2 separate regions of the Mus musculus genome follow, and region 1 is linked to region 2. The links are chromatin contacts, called in public Micro-C maps. All regions are on one chromosome and are shown on one strand. Each heading gives the region's core, a stretch centred on a gene start, on an enhancer-like site or on the middle of the called end of the contact. The rest is flanking DNA. Distances are from core to core; before and after follow the strand shown.

Evidence for each region. Hi-C and Micro-C count contacts between places; a contact is called where the count stands out from the background.
Region 1: a contact with region 2 is called in a Micro-C map of trophoblast stem cells, with 2.6 times the contacts expected there. The contact joins the promoter of Aldh6a1 here to the enhancer-like site in region 2. A contact is called at or near these places in 17 of 39 promoter capture datasets (the 3T3-L1 cell line, 3T3-L1-derived adipocytes, the C10 cell line and 12 more), 3 of 15 datasets of contacts at CTCF or cohesin (the NIH/3T3 cell line, large pre-B cells and pro-B cells), 35 of 484 Hi-C or Micro-C datasets (B cells, the C10 cell line, the C2C12 cell line and 24 more), 12 of 115 datasets of contacts at active chromatin or transcription factors (the 230-238 cell line, bone marrow-derived macrophages, embryonic stem cells and 6 more) and 4 of 9 other capture datasets (adipose tissue, embryonic stem cells, liver and 1 more).

What each region holds. Positions count from the first base shown.
Region 1 is chr12:84,448,903-84,453,041 of GRCm38.p6, forward strand. It overlaps Aldh6a1 (aldehyde dehydrogenase family 6, subfamily A1), which reads right to left and starts at 2,122. Exons shown (of 12, transcript NM_134042.3): 1 at 1,987-2,122. The coding sequence starts at 2,037. It overlaps Lin52 (lin-52 homolog (C. elegans)), which reads left to right and starts at 2,606. Exons shown (of 6, transcript NM_173756.4): 1 at 2,606-2,641. The coding sequence starts at 2,611.
Region 2 is chr12:84,345,887-84,350,223 of GRCm38.p6, forward strand. It overlaps Fam161b (family with sequence similarity 161, member B), which reads right to left. Exons shown (of 9, transcript NM_001358283.1): 6 at 2,720-2,884; 7 at 2,391-2,490; 8 at 901-1,049; 9 at 1-523. The coding sequence ends at 942. Among named protein-coding and RNA genes, the nearest start is that of Fam161b, 14 kb to the right of the region's middle. Within about 2 kb of position 1,510, at least 5 of the 459 cell types and tissues checked have an H3K27ac peak or open chromatin away from gene starts, as enhancers often do. A contact at or near this core is called in trophoblast stem cells, where this site is marked.

The DNA of each region.
Region 1 (4,139 bases), core at 872-3,371, 100 kb after region 2:
TGTTAAGGTTTTTTTGTTTTTTTGTTTTTTTTTTAGTTTTTGTGTATATATGATTGTATGCAATATGCATACAGATGCCCTTGGGGACCAGAAGGCATAAGAACCCCTAATGCTGGAGTTAGAGACAGTTGTGAGCTACCTAGTGTGGGTGCTGGGAACTGAACACCAGCCCTCTGAAGAGGAGTTAGCGCTCCTGACCTTCCAGCTACCTCTCTAGCTCTGCATTTGATTTTAGAAAGCATTTTTGTTGAGGTTTTGTTTTGTTTTGTAACCATTGACTGATTACTAGGTTTCATTGAAGTGTCTTCAGGCATGTCAGTATACAATGTTGCCTTTCATCCTCTTATTTAACTGCTCTCCTCATTTCCTCTCCTGCTCTCTGGAGGGTTCCCTTCTCAGGCTGGTTGTGAAGGTCTCAAGAGATTTTCCTGCCTGTGTTTCTCCAAAAACTAGGCCTGCATACATGTACCATATGATCACATAGATTAGCCTTTATCAAAGTGTCAGATTACAGTAACTAATTGTTTAAGAACTATTTCTGGTCTTTTTCCAAGTCAGTTCAGAGGTTTCTACAATTTGGTTTTTAGAAAGAAAAAAAAAGTATTTCTTCCAAAAAAGGAGAAATTCTGCTTTTATGCAAAAGACAAAATACCTCAGGATTTTCATTGACTCATGGTGATGGGGTAATGACGAGAGGGGAGAGATTTTTTTTTTATATATATAAAGGATTTTAAGAGGTTGGGAATAGAAAACCTAGAGAGGAAATGCTCTATCTGTTACTAGGAAAAGATACCAGAACAGAAGTAGGGGAGTGAGGTCACGCCAACCTCCAAAGACCTCCAGCTCATTCTCTACACTGTCCCATTAAATGACATTCAAACCTGACCCTTTGGGGACTCCACCAAGAATCAAACACATGCACACATTTCTGCAGTAGATCTCCTAAAAACCTGATGAGTAGAAAGAAATTAAAGTTTATATAAAAGTGCAACAGGAGACATTCCTAGGCTGGATGAGTAAGAGATAGTGTCGCTTAATACTGGATTATGAATCTTGCCAGGAACAGAGCAAGTCTTGCCTCAGATTCTAAGTCCATGCTAAGATGCAAACACAGGGAAAAGCTATAATCAAAGCTGGGGATCGCCGGCATACAGCTTCTGGAACTCTACAACTTCCCTTGCGCGGCGTCCGTGGGGTTCCAACTGCAGCCTAGAAGAGGATATGTCGGCACTTGAGAACTGATTTTCGGAAGGTGTCTTCCTAGGCTCTTATTTTCTACCACCTGTCTGGGGGAATGTTTAGTCTTTTGAATGAAGCAGTATTAGCAAAACCACATGCCCTTATTTACCTCCAAAAGTTTAACTTCGCTGAGAAAGTTTAACTTGGCCCAGGGCTTGGGAAAAACACTAAAAGCCAGAATGTTTGTGAAAACTAACAAATGGCTGCCTTTTTGATATGAAAACCTAGGGTACATGTCTAGGAGATTCAAAGTTCCTTCTCTGATCTTAGTTCCATGTCCTTAATGAGCTCCCATCCCCTCTTGCCTCACATAGAGGCTGGATGGGGGGAAGGGACGCTCCTGGCAAAGGAAAGTACTCTATGTACAGCGACCAAAAGGAGGAGTTTCTGGGGCACAGAGGTGGCTGGTACAGAGGTGAAAGAGAGACCGTGGGAGGAACCAAAAAAGAGAAAGCAAGCCAGCATGTGACAGCAAGGACTGAGCTGGACTGGAGGTGGGTGGGTCAAAGCTAAAAAAGAAAAGGCTCAGGAGTAAAGGGGAGTGGGGAGCAGGCGTGACCGTCCGGGGCTGAATCTCGGGGCCAGGCGGTACAGAGTGACAGCCCTGACGCACGGGTCTGGTGGAACACAAGGGGCTGCAAAGAAGGGGCTGGGCCAAGAAGTCTGTCCGGCAGAAGCATGGTTTAGAGACGGGGCGGAAAGGACCCATTTCTAACATCATGGTCCCTCGTCGCCACCCTCACTCGCCTGCAGGATCCGGGACCGCATTGCTGCCGCTGCCGCCACTGCCGCCGCCATGGCTCACCGACTCTGCCCAGCTCGCCTGCGTCTCGGCTGCCAGTGCCTCCCTTGAAGCAACACCGTTAAGCCACGCCCAGAACACGACCGAGCCTCTCCATTGGAGGGAAGGGCCACTTCCTATAACCAATCACTTGTCGGAATCTTTGACTCCACCCATCATTCCCACCCCTGGGAATAGGTGATTGGTCAAAGGTGGAAGCGTTCTGGGCTTCTCTCACTTTATCCTATTTTTGTTGGCGGAAATATGGAGACGCCCCCTCGACTTGGTACTGCATAGTAAGCACACAGGGAAGACGCCCCCTAACCGGGAACTCCGATTGGCTGTAGGTAGGCTCTCTAAGGTCCCGCCCCCTTGCTAAGGAAAGTAAATAAGGTCCTTGAAGAATTTTGCCTGCGTTCCACTTTAACCACTCCGTGGGTGGGGCTGCTGTCTGGGGTGGGACTAGGCAAATGTTACCCTATGAAGTAGGGAAACGAGACCGGGCTGTGAGCTAAGGATAGGTTATCCCTGCTAGGGGCGTGGCTTGCGGATCCTCGCTTTCCCGCCGACGGTTGGTTACGTCACGTGACATGGGCTGGAAGATGGCGTCTCCCACAGACGGTAAGAGCCGGCTTGGAGATTGTTGGCCTGTAGTATCATTATTTGCTTCTCTGGGAACTTCCTCTGTCCTCACCCTTACTCTTTTTTTCTTGCGCCCCTCTCCTTTCTCTCCCACTTTTCTCCTTTGGGGTATGCCGGCTTTTCAGCTAGCAGGTGCCTAGTACCAGGTCTCCTTGCTGTGTACTAGGAAGGAGTCCATCAACCGGAGTCCCTATGGGGGGAAAAAGGACAGAGGTCGCTCCGGCCCATCGGTGATGCTGAGGGTTCAAAAGGAGCTGCTGAGGGGAAAGGGAACTTTCTTTTTGAACAGGCCCATTGGAGTGTTGGTTCTGTTCTCATCTCAGTAGAGCTGGTACGTATGAGTCTCTCAAGCTCTATGGCTGTGAAGTGTGAGTGGTGACTGACATGAGGTCTAGGGTTCATTCCTCTACCGAGCCGGCAGAGAGAGAAGCTTGTCTCCTCAGTTCAGGTCCGTTGCCTTGGCAGCAGGAGGTGCGGGGACCTGGTTTCCTTGCCCTGAGTCCCGAGGGAGTGAAAATTCGGCTTGTTAATGTCGCTTCTCACGCTTCTCAACTCTTCCTTAACTCGTCACCCCTCTACTTTATGTGTTGTTTCCGTAGGCTGAGGGCAGGAGCAATTCTGCTTATTCTGTCTTCTAAGACGCAAGTCATCTCAGTAGACATATAGGTGTTCTTGATATACCCGTATGCTTTTGCTCGCGGTTTTGCTTTAATATTTGGAATTGCTCTTCTGTCATTATTCAGCATCTCAGTTTATATAGTTATTCTGTTAACTTTGCACTTTGCCCGGGCCACACCCAACTATAAATTCCAATTCTGTCTTATTTCATTAATTTAGTCCTAGGGTTTTTTTTTGGGGGGGGGTTGTTTGTTTATTTTTACTATTTATTTATTTATTTTGGTTTTTCGAGACAGGGTTTCTCTGTATAGCCCTGGCTGTCCTGGAACTCACTCTGTAGACCAGGCTGGCCTCGAACTCAGAAATCCGCCTGCCTCTGCCTCCCGAGTGCTGGGATTAAAGGCGTGCACTACCACTGCCCGGCTAATCCTAGGTTTTAGAATAATGCCTGTAAAGGATTTGGCTTTAAGTTAACGTTTATCCAAAAGTAAAACTGGCCTTGGTGTGTGACCTCTAATTCTAGCTTGGGAGATTGAGGCAGGAGGTTTGTTGCTTCAGGCTTGCCTAGGCTGTAGAGGGAATTGTAGGCAAATCGTGTCTAAAATAAAAAGTTGGTTTAGTTTGTTGGTTGTTTTGTTTTTGTTTTTGTTTTTCCTGAGACAAGGTTTCTTGTATAGTCCTGGCTGTCCTGAAACTTGCTCTATAGACAAGGCTGGCTTTGAACTCAGAGCTCTTCCTACCTCTGCCTCCCGAGGCGTGCACCACCATAACACAGCTTAAAATAAAACGTTTTATTTTTAAAAGTAAGGGAGGAGTGACTGGAGAGATGGCTCAGAGATTAAGAGCACTGGTGCTCTTC
Region 2 (4,337 bases), core at 260-2,759:
AGGCCTGTACTTAAGGTTGCAGATGTGGGCTGAGAATCATGTTTTATTTCACACACAGTATTCCTATGTTTAGCTGCTAAGATTGCAGGTTACTGGAAGCCGATGAGAATGTATTTAGTCTGGCTGTCCTGGATTTCTGTTTCCTTATTGCCACCTATTTTCTTACCTCTGTTCCTCTTATACCTACTTGATAGATGTGGGCTCTACTTGTATTTTCTATACCTACTTCTAAGTGTAAAGTGCAAAGCAAGAGCCTTTTACTCTGGGCTAAGGTACATCTACCCTCGGATCCACTTTGATCTCTGAAGTTCTGTTCTGTTCTCCCAAACCCTAACAGATGACTCTAAACTCAAGCTCCTCCACACTTGGTTGCTTGGTGCTCTGATGTGATATGGTGAGTGACCTATTTCAACAAGCAGATTGGTTAGCCATTGCTGTTCCAGCCTGGGGCCAGCAGGCAGTTGTAAAGTCTTCTAAATTGAGCCGTCAACCTCGGATGCTGAGTTTTGTAGCTTCATAGTTGCTGAAAAAAACAGTATTTTAAATGGAAAGGATCTGTGAGGTTTAAGAATGGTTCCAACATTTTCATTATTATTATATTTTTTGGTAGAATAGAATTTTAAAGAGAAAACAGGAATTACTTGGACTTAATAAAACTGGAAATAACAGCAGCACTCTGCTTTTCTCTCCTTGCCTTATGATACATCAGTTATGAAAGAGGTGATGCTGGGGTGTCAGCTGTAAGGAGCAGGGATGGCAGCCGAGCAGCCATCGCCTCACATAGACAGTGTTGCTCAGGGGCTTGTGGATGCGCTTTTGTGTAAGTGCAGGGCTGTTATCTCACGTGAGCAACTTCTCTACGTTCCCTCCTGGTCGCGTCCTTAGGGATAACACCAATACCTCTTAACCGGTGAGATTCCTTGACTTTGGCTTTCTCTTCATCACACTGCCTCTGTGCCTTGACTCTTGGTTCTCACAAACTCCTCCTCCAGGCCGGCCTGCTTCAGGGCGTCCCTATAGCGCTCTTCTGCTTCTTTCCTGGCGAGGGCCTGTGGAGTGGAAGTGACAAGTATGACTCTGAGTTACTTGGGGAATCCGTCTTTAAAATATTGCCCTTTCCACCACCCACACCTTTAGTGCTGGACAAAGCTGGCACAGGAATGACTTAGAGCCTTATTGTTAGCCACAGTTTATAAAATGAGTCCCATGGGGATCTTGTTCACATACAGGTACAAATACAATTTCATATCTCTAACACTTCTAGGAGGTGTCAGCTCCTAATTAATTTGAGAGGCACGCCCTTGAAAAGCATCCAAACCATCCTCAGGAAGACTAACATATCACAAATGCTTAGCAAGAGGAGTGTGGTCTGTAAGTAGCTAGAAGGCTACCTTGTTTTACATATCTAAGAACAAAACCACAGGCTACTTTGTGTTTTCTACAAAAGGGGACCTAAAGGAGTGGACCATAAGTATGTTCCGGACAGTCCAGCAGGGGGCAGGGCCGCCTGGAGGAGGAGGAGAGCCATTAGTACCTAGGGATGCCACATGCTCTGAGATGGAACTCATGCCTACAGTGAACCACAGAGCCAGATACCACACTAAACTGCCTGGGGTGGGTCCTTCTGGATGTTCAAGGGCTCTAGAGCTTCCTTAGGGAGATCTCAACTGAATTCACCTTCTTAAAGTCCAGAGAATATTTTTCAAATGGCTCAGCCTAATAGCCACTTATTCTGGAAAGAGCCTTGAGGGGTGCTTATAAAGCACTGTGATCTTTAAGGACCTGTATTTGGAGTAAAATCGCATCAATAAAGCAAGTTAAGAAGTATATAAGCTGGGTGTGCTGGTGTATGGCTACAATCCCAGCACCGGGGATATTAAGGCATGAGGGTGGTGGGTTCAAGTCCAGCCCGGACTCAATGAATTATAGGTCAGCTTGAACTCCATAAAAAGAAACCCTGTCTCAAATATCAGATGTTTAAGTCCATGGTCCCTTGGGCCTGTCACTTTGGACTTTGGCCAGACACCATTATAGAGGTGAAGCATATGGTAGCTGCTGCCATGTCATGTTGGCCAGGAAGCCAACAGAATGTCCATGTGTCTGTGCCTTTTATTCCAACCGAGCACCCCAAGCCTAGGAGACCATGCTGTCTATATTCAAGGCAGTTCTTCCTTAGCTAATTCTTTCTGGAAACACCCTCAGACACACCCTGAAGTGGAGTGTGTTAATTTTCTGGGTCATCCAGGCACAGTCAAATTGAAAAGATTAACCACCATGGAGTTCAATTTAGAGGATCTGAGTTTTAAGAAAATAATCACAGAGTAAAATCTTTTCACAATTTCTAAGAAACCTTTGACCCAAGGCAGGAAAACGTTGAGAGTCTGGATTACCTTGGTAACTTGTTCAAAGAGATAGGGCCTTGTTTGTATTCTTTTCTTCATTTCCTCCAGTTCTTTCTTATATTCCTTTGCTCTTTTACGGTCATTGCTCCTGGAATTAACAAGGTTTCTAGAAGCAACCAATCTCTTTCAAAATCAGAAACCCTTCATGCAAGCTAAGCAGAGGCATTCCCGTGTACACTAAATTCCTATTGCCTGCCAAGCCTGTAACTTCTGCTGATGGTGTAGTTTACTCCAATGACTCCATTTTGCCATTTCACAGCCATCGATGTGCTAGAACCCAATTCAGGCAACCCCCTTGGACCGTGGAGGACACTGACCGGTTCTCTTTAAGCTTCGCTTTGAACACCTCTTCCAGGCTTTTGTGGGGATCCATGGCCTTGGCCCTCAAGGTCACTGATTTAGACATGGCTTGACAGTTCTTTTTGTGCACCTCCAACCACTGAATGCTCATGTCTGATTTGTCCTTCTTTTCAAGTGACATTCTAAAGGAGAGAGCAGAGATAGTAGATGACCTGGGCACATGCATAAGCAATCGTAGGACCTTCTCTGCGCTCAGTTATGTCTTCTCTTTTCTTTCTTTAAGGTGTTTGTTTGCTTGTATATGTGTGTATTTGGGGATAGGGGTATGTGCAGGTCTGAATGCAAGTGCCCCCAGGGTCTAGAAGAAGGCATCAGGTCTGTTGCAGCTAGAGTTACAGTTGTGAGCAGCCCAGTGTGGATACTGAGATCTATATTTAAGTCCTCTGCGGTACATGCTCTTAACCACGGAGCCATCTCTCCAGCCCCTAGTGGGTGTTTCTATGAATATGATTTTCTATACATCTGCCACAACTGTTTTCAGAAAAGGATGGTTCTGGGGATGGGCGTGGCACAGACCTGTAGTCCCAGTGCAGGAGGAACCAGATGTTCAGGATGTCCCAGCTACACAGTGACTTTCATGCCAGGATGGCCTGCAGGGAACCCCATCTCAACAGCTATTCTGAGGCGAAAACCAATGGCAGATGATGCTTTCCTACTTTCTGGGTTCTGTGATTTCCCACAGAAGAGAAATCCATTGATTGAACAGAAAGTATTGAGTAAAATGGCCATACCCAGCTAGGAGTCAATAGATTGTTAGTTGTTTCCCTTGGCTGGAGCAGTACTCATAGCTACTATTTACAGAGCTGCCAACCAGGAACCAAAGACTTTATATCTCGCGTAACTCTCACCAGGCTCTGAGGAGGTAGACATACTAGGCCCCCTTCCTCTGAGGGGGACTGAAAGTCAGAAAGCCTCTTGTTCACCGCTACTTACTATGCAGAGGAAAAGCCAGCACAACCAGGATGGTGGATCTCTGAGTTTGCCCCTGATTGCTGTACTATAAACAGTGGTCAAGCAATGACTTAGGTTCACAGTTCTTTTGGAAATACAAATCGCCATTTCCATAAAGATCTGGAAACAGGCTTCCTTTAATGTAGACAATTTGGGTTCAACTTATAGTACTCAGTTTGTATAAACTATTTTAGAGTTCTGAGGTGGGTTCCACCAAAAGACTGCACTTAAAAATACATTCAAACAGATCAAGGACAAGGGCACAAAAGCTTAATTCCACCCCCTGATGTTGGAAAGTAGATGTGATATCTTCTGCAGGTGGGCTGCCTCTCATTTGCAGGAAATTGTCCTGGGCCTTGGAATACTGATACACTTGGCCTACAGTTAGTATAAATGTGAAAAGGAAGCAAGCCAGCATCTCTACATCCTAAATATTCTTACGAGGTCTTAGTGTAGCCATGCTACTGTTGTGACTTTTGCTTCTCCATTCTATTTAATGTCTTTTTCAGGGTTTTCAGGTGTCTGAACTGAGAACAGAACCCAATAGCATCACCTCTTTCCTGTAACTTGGGTACCTGAGCCCTTTCTGCTCCTGGACCATCTCATCATCTGGCACCTTGTGTC